2 separate regions of the Triticum aestivum genome follow, and region 1 is linked to region 2. The links are chromatin contacts, called in public Hi-C maps. All regions are on one chromosome and are shown on one strand. The core of a region is the stretch at or near the end of the contact, and the rest is flanking DNA. Distances in the headings are between cores, read along the strand shown.

What was found. A called contact is a pair of places that touch in the nucleus more often than the background predicts.
Region 1: a contact with region 2 is called in a Hi-C map of leaf, with 4 times the contacts expected there. The contact joins the promoter of LOC123167553 here to the promoter of LOC123164435 in region 2. A contact is called at or near these places in 2 of 5 Hi-C or Micro-C datasets (both in leaf).

Annotation. Positions count from the first base shown.
Region 1 is chr7D:195,160,416-195,163,656 of IWGSC CS RefSeq v2.1, forward strand. LOC123167553 (plectin) reads left to right here and starts at 1,474. Exons shown (of 13, transcript XM_044585389.1): 1 at 1,474-1,665; 2 at 1,754-1,798; 3 at 1,910-2,008; 4 at 2,272-2,382; 5 at 2,824-2,998; 6 at 3,086-3,142. The coding sequence starts at 1,582.
Region 2 is chr7D:194,795,111-194,798,341 of IWGSC CS RefSeq v2.1, forward strand. LOC123164435 (G patch domain-containing protein TGH homolog) reads left to right here and starts at 1,370. Exons shown (of 17, transcript XM_044581917.1): 1 at 1,370-1,624; 2 at 2,401-2,491; 3 at 2,583-2,677. The coding sequence starts at 1,487.

The sequences.
Region 1 (3,241 bases), core at 224-2,723, 370 kb after region 2:
AAAATTTACTGATGTTGACAGAGCAGCGGAGGAGCGCCGCGTTTCTCTGGTGCGTTCAGGTCGATGCAGCGGCCGAAGTTGAGGTCGATGGCCAAGCTTGTGGACGGCGGCCGTGCGTGAGGGTTAGGTCGGCTCGAGGAAGAAGAAGAAGCGAAGAGGCACGGGGGGAAATGGAAAAGACCCCCTGGTCCTATTTATAAAGGCAAAGAGATAAGTGACATGCGCGAAAATCGAGGAGCCCAAAAGTTGGGTATGTGGCGGAGCTGTCGCCTCGATTGTCGGAGGCTCATTAATGAAGGTGAGTTATATGCAATTTTTAATAACAGATAACGTCATGGCGGTTTATCATGATCCTGGAAGATGACGTCATGACGGTTTACAAGATTTATGCGAAGGTGCTGAAAAAGAAATTTTCTTAAGTATTGAAGATTGACATGAACCAGTTCAAATCAATCTGGGGCCTAATGTTGGGGATATTACTATTGGGTGTAAACCGGCCAGGAGAGGCCGGGTTATCCCCATAATGAGTTATTATATTTGAAGCCCATAAAGACAAAGATGATGGCGCTTTATGAAGGCCCAGGGCCCAAAGGCGGATTAAGGCCTGTAGTCATAAACCGACATTGATATGTAAGCTTGTGTTGTAAGGCAGAAATAGTAGAGACCGGGCCGGACACGTTTATGAGCCGGCCTCGGAATCCTGTAAACTGGCGGGCGTCAACCCATGTATATAAGGGGACGACCCGGCGGCGGTTTAGGGACAACAAACAACAACTCGAGAACTAGACAAAGCGGATTCGCTCCCTGGTCATCGAAACCTCAGCAATTCCACAACAACTGGATCGTAGGCTTTTACCTTCACCGCAAGGGGCCGAACCAGTATAAACTCTCCGCGTCCTTTGTCCACTTTAACCTCTTTAAGCTAACCCGTCGCGATGGCTCCACGACTAAGTCCTTTCTCTAGGACATGCCGTGACAAAACCACGACAATAATGTTATAAAATTTTGAACATATGTAGTATATACATGTGTATTTGTACTTAGATTTTTTTCCAATTTTTCTTTTGCTATGGGAACTGGTATTTTATTAGTGGGCTCATAAGCCAATCAATCTATGGTTGGATAGTTATTAGGAGGACAGTGTTATCCCAGCCCATCAAAATTCAAGTTGTAGACTTAACATTGATGTTCATATTTTTTTATGCAGGCATTCCGATGATGTGTGTTCAGTGGGAGGTGACGTTTCCGTCGACTACGAAGATGTCAATAACGATTTCGTCAATTTCAAAATGATGTGCCGGCTCAGTCTCTTGAAGGCGCTCATAGAGATAAAATGTGCGTGCGTGCATTTATAGAGTGTGAGTGTATGTGTGTTTATAACCCGGCCACCATTGGCATTTTTCCCTGATCTTCGTCGTACTAGATCGGACGAGTAGCCTGATTTTAATCCTACGGCCACCGACTGGTCCGATAGGAAGCACAGGTCACTAGTCCGATCCGTAGCGCTTCCCTATCTACCGTTGGATCACCGGAGCAACCGAGCGAAACGGACGGGGTTCTGTCTCGCCGACCGTCGACGCGATGGAGGCGGAGGCGGAGGCGGCGGCGCTTTCGCAACTGCAGCTGCAGCTCCTTGCCCTCGTCTCCGATCTCCGGCTCACCCGCGTGAGTCACCGAACCACCTTCTAGACCTTCCAGAGCCCCCCAGGTCCTAACTCTCCCCTCCTCTTCCCTCTCTCCCTACCGTTCGCAGGAGCGGGAGCGGGCCGCGCGGGAGGAGCTCCACGCGTCCAGCGAGGTCTGCCGCCCATAGATTCGATCGGTGTTGGACCTCTTAGGGCTTTCTGGTTGTTCTGGGAGAGATGCTTTTCTAACGCGATTTTGGGTGGGAACGGGATGAATTGTGCAGAGGTGGAAGGCGGCGGAGGAGGAGCGCAGGAGGGAGGCTCGGGAGCTGCGGGCGGAGTCGGCGGCGCGGGACGACGCGCTGCAAAGGCTCGAGTCCAGGGTTCGTCCCTCTTTGCCCCCATTATCTCCCGTTTGGCCCATCCAGTAGAGATTATCCTGGTTACTGCACTGTTGTTGTGTTTGGGGCCATTTAAACCATACATTTCATCACAAATTTTGATCTGAGGAATACTGATTAGACATAAGCAACACTGTTCTTGAGTGCCCATGATGCAATCGCCGGTAGTGAATTCTCAAATCCTCCCCTTGTGCGCGATTACTGCCTGTCAGGCTGGGAGTCATTGCAATTTTTTTGCTCTACAGGTGAAGTGCCTTGAAAATGAAAATGAGCTGCTGGAAAGAAACGAAAAGGATTTGAAAGAAAACATAGAGAGACTGCTTCAATCAAGGGAGGCATTCATGAGACAGTACGAGGCATGTGTCGACCTTAACATTTGCCCCTTCTTTTGGGCTGTTGTTACTGCTAAGTTGAATTTGCTGCATTGTATTCTCTCAGTATAAAACTTCACTGAACTTACAGTCTGTGTAAAGTCACATGTTCATGCAAGGCTTCGTTCAGATATTTATCTTAAGATCTCTTTTAGCAGCATCATGTATATGGATAACTTCTAGGAGTGTAAGATGATAGATGTACCACATTCTTTCATTTTATGTAGCAGCTGTCAAATGCTCTTCTGTACACTGCAGTAATCTCCTTAAAGATTTGAATTGTGCACAAACTTCTATAAATGTAATACCATTTCAATTTGTGGATGCCACAACACTTTTGAATGTATGAAGAATGTAGGCTTGAATTCTGAACTGTTTATGGAAGCAGTCTGATGTTTGGCTCACGATACTATGTTTGATAGGCAGGACTCTGCTTGTTCTCTGCAATGGACCATCCAGATGAGGGATAAACAGATTACCGTAATTTCAGAAAAGCTGAATTCCCATCTGGCTTTGTTTAATTCAGTAGGAAAGGAAGTTGCTGCGGTAAAACAAGTACTAGGTGACGTGGAATGCCTAGTTGGTGAGAAGGAAAATGTAGGTATGAGCGCATTATCCTAATATTGTTTGACCAATCAGTTCCATTGCTAATTTAATATTAATAATGTCCTTTACATTACTATTTCAGTCTCTGATTTGAAGTGTAAGGTCCAAAGGATTTCTGTACTCGAGAAAGATTTTGTTGGTATGGTTGCTTCTTGTAATAAGGCTTCATTAGTTTCAGATTATTATCTTACGGTGATAATGTTTGTCATGTTACTCTATTCTCATTCTGGTGTTTCAT
Region 2 (3,231 bases), core at 120-2,619:
TGTCCTCGATCACGGTGGCATTAATTGCGTTGTGACGACGTTGGAGGCTAAATTATTCTAGGTGCATATGAAGCGATAGATTATGGGTTGTTCCTTTTTTTGGAAAAAATCTCTCTATGAGGAGAAATACCGTTGTAAAAAACCGAACTACTAGTTATCGGCATGCTTAATTAACTGTCTGACTAATTTATTACCTGCATCTGTGGCTAGGTTTCCAAATTGCTCTCGCGCAAAAAATCCCTATTCGATGGACCTAATTAATTACATACATAATTAATAGTCTGACTAATTAATTGTATTAATGGTTTGATTTTCAAATTAATCCAGCGCTCGGTTTCTAACTGCATTAGTGATTGCGTGTGAAACGACGATGTACCAAATCCCCTTTAATAGTATATAATTGGTGATTACGTGCGAAACGATGATGTATCAACTACAATAGTATAAATATATTTTAAAATGATGTAAATTCAAAAATTTCCTCAAAATTCTACGAACTTCATGAGTTTTTTGAAATGCAAATATAAGTAAGTTTCCAAGGATGAAACAATGCTCGTATTTTTTTAAATCATGAAATTTAAAGAATGCTCTTTGTTTTAAAAATTAAAAGAAAAAGAGGAATAAGAAAAACCAAGAAAATTCAACTAAAAACCGAATGAAAATAATAGAAAAATCAGTAAAAAAAATTAAAATGATAGGAACCATTCAAAACCAGCAGAAAAAACAGGAAAAATAAACCCAAATAAAAACTGATAAAACCAAGCAACAGGTGCTCTTACCCAGAAGAATATGATTTTCCCTTTTTTTCATGAGCATCTCCAATACCAAGGTTATTTAGTTCTAGGCTATTGTTAGACACTACTCCCTCCTTTCCTAAATATAAGCAGTTTTAGAGATTTCAATATAGACTATATACGGAGCAAAATGAGTGAACCTACACTTTAAAATATGTATATATATATATCTGTATGTAGTCTGTATTGAAATCTTTAAAAAGACTTATATTTAGGAATGGAGAAAATAGTTCATGAACATATTTTAAAACAGTTTAAAAAAATATAAGAGTAGTTTTGTCATCCGCACAAAATAACATATAATGTAGATATAGTTTTAATACCTACAATTATGTTTTAAAATTTATAAATATTGTTTTATATTTATAAATTATTTTTCTAAACAATACATTTTACATCTATTCAAAAACCGATTGCCGATTTTTAAACCAGTTTCTTTTAGCAAGCGAACGGGGGGACAGTGTTCGTCGAGGCTACACGGGGACAGAGTAGCGATTGGAGACCTTTTTTGGGCCCATATGTGCTTGTTAGGCTACACGGGTTACCGTACGGCCTATAGTCTCGGCCCACCTTTTTACCACCACGGAGAGACCCATCTGTCGCCCATCGGCAATTCCCCGTCCCGAACCGTCGTCGTGTACCAGCTTCGCCGCCAGCGAGCTAGGGCTTCCCACTCCGAGGATCCCCCGGCCATGGCATCCCACGACGACGACCAGGACCTCGTGGTCTACGGGACGCCGATCGAGCGGGAGGAGGACATCTCCGCCCGCAAGCGCCGCGCCGTCGCCGACGCAGGCCAGCTCCGGGCCCTTCCCGCCTGGAAGCAGGAGGTACGCACCTCCACCCCATTCACTCTCTGTGTACCTTTTGTAATCAAGCATCGGGATATATTTTTCTCCCTTCTATGGGGTTAGTTGACGGCGCATTAGTTGGTAATAGATTTCAGCTATGATCACTAGCAATTTCGTAATACCTCCGTCCCAAAAAGCTTGGCTTAGATTTTTCCAGACACGGATGTATCTAAGACAAGTAATTCGGGATGGAGGGAGTAGTTTAGTAGCTACGCATGCTAGTTTATACATCCGGGTCTGTCGGGAAAGCGAGTTCTTCAATTTAGGGTTTATTATGACAGAATCGTGTTCAGTGTTTCAGTTTACTGTTTTCGAATCCATTGAACTTCTTCAATAGTGTTTGTTGCGGTTGGGGATGCTGCAAATGTTCTTCAATTTAAGGTTTATTTGACGGAATCATGTGGAGTGAACTATGGGGATGTTCTGGTTTGTAGTAAGGTTGCCACGCTTAACCTTTGGCTTGCAGTTGTGGTGCGCCACACTTTCTTAGCCACATGGTCCAGATGTCATAGGCTCTTTTTTCTTTGGCCAAATCTTGCCACACTTATGGTGACCATTTTGTTCACCACACTTTTTTGTGGCAGCACAGTTTTCCTGATGTTAGTTGTGGCAATATTTCCTTCTTTTGTTACCAACTTGTCAGACACTTGGATTGTCTCTTCTGTTAGCATTGTCATGGAATTGTGTAGCATATGATTTTAAGTAACCAATACCTCTGTTTTTTTATTAAAAAATGAGATGTGATCGGAGTGTAGGTCAGGGATGAGGAAGGGCGGAGAAGATTTCATGGTGCATTTACTGGAGGCTTCTCTGCTGGCTTTTACAATACTGCTGGCTCAAAAGAGGGTATGTTTGTTGCCTTGAGATTATGTTTTTAATATGTGACAATATCGCTGAAGAAATGAATGGGGTTATAAAAAAGTCATTTACTTTATAGGATGGACGCCACAGACATTCACATCTTCACGAAAAAGTAGAGCTGAGCATAAAAAACAAAGCATATATAATTTTCTTGATGAGGAAGATATCAAGGTATGTGATGCTTTTTTTTCTTCTAATGCTCACTTTTTGTATGGAAATTGATAATCTGCAGCAGTCGTACACTGTTTTGTTGTATTTCAAATCATGGTATTCCATACTGGACTGCCTAATGTTTAATGTTTTGAGTGCGAATGCAAACACGCCATGTTCTAAAAAATCTAAAAAACAAGACATTTACATGAAAATGCTTTGATTTTCAGTTTTAATAGACAAGTAATTTTGGTTTGTAATGAAATTGCTCCATGATTGGAAGTAGAATGATAACATCAATATTGTAACTATCATTATCTGCGAAATTATGCCAGGATAACTATAAGCATGTTATCTCACATCTTTAGTTAATTTACTTGACAACATATATCTGTTTACAGACGCTTGCTGTAAAGGTAAAGCTAGTACAGATATTGCCCATCAAAGAAGCAAAAGACTGTAAACTGTCTTCCCTGTTTCTTAGAATGTTGAAAATGTGTAAACCTTGACGAGCATGTACCAGTGGTTCGTGAACTAGTGTCAGTGTTGACGTATTTGACTGAGCTTGGCCCCCA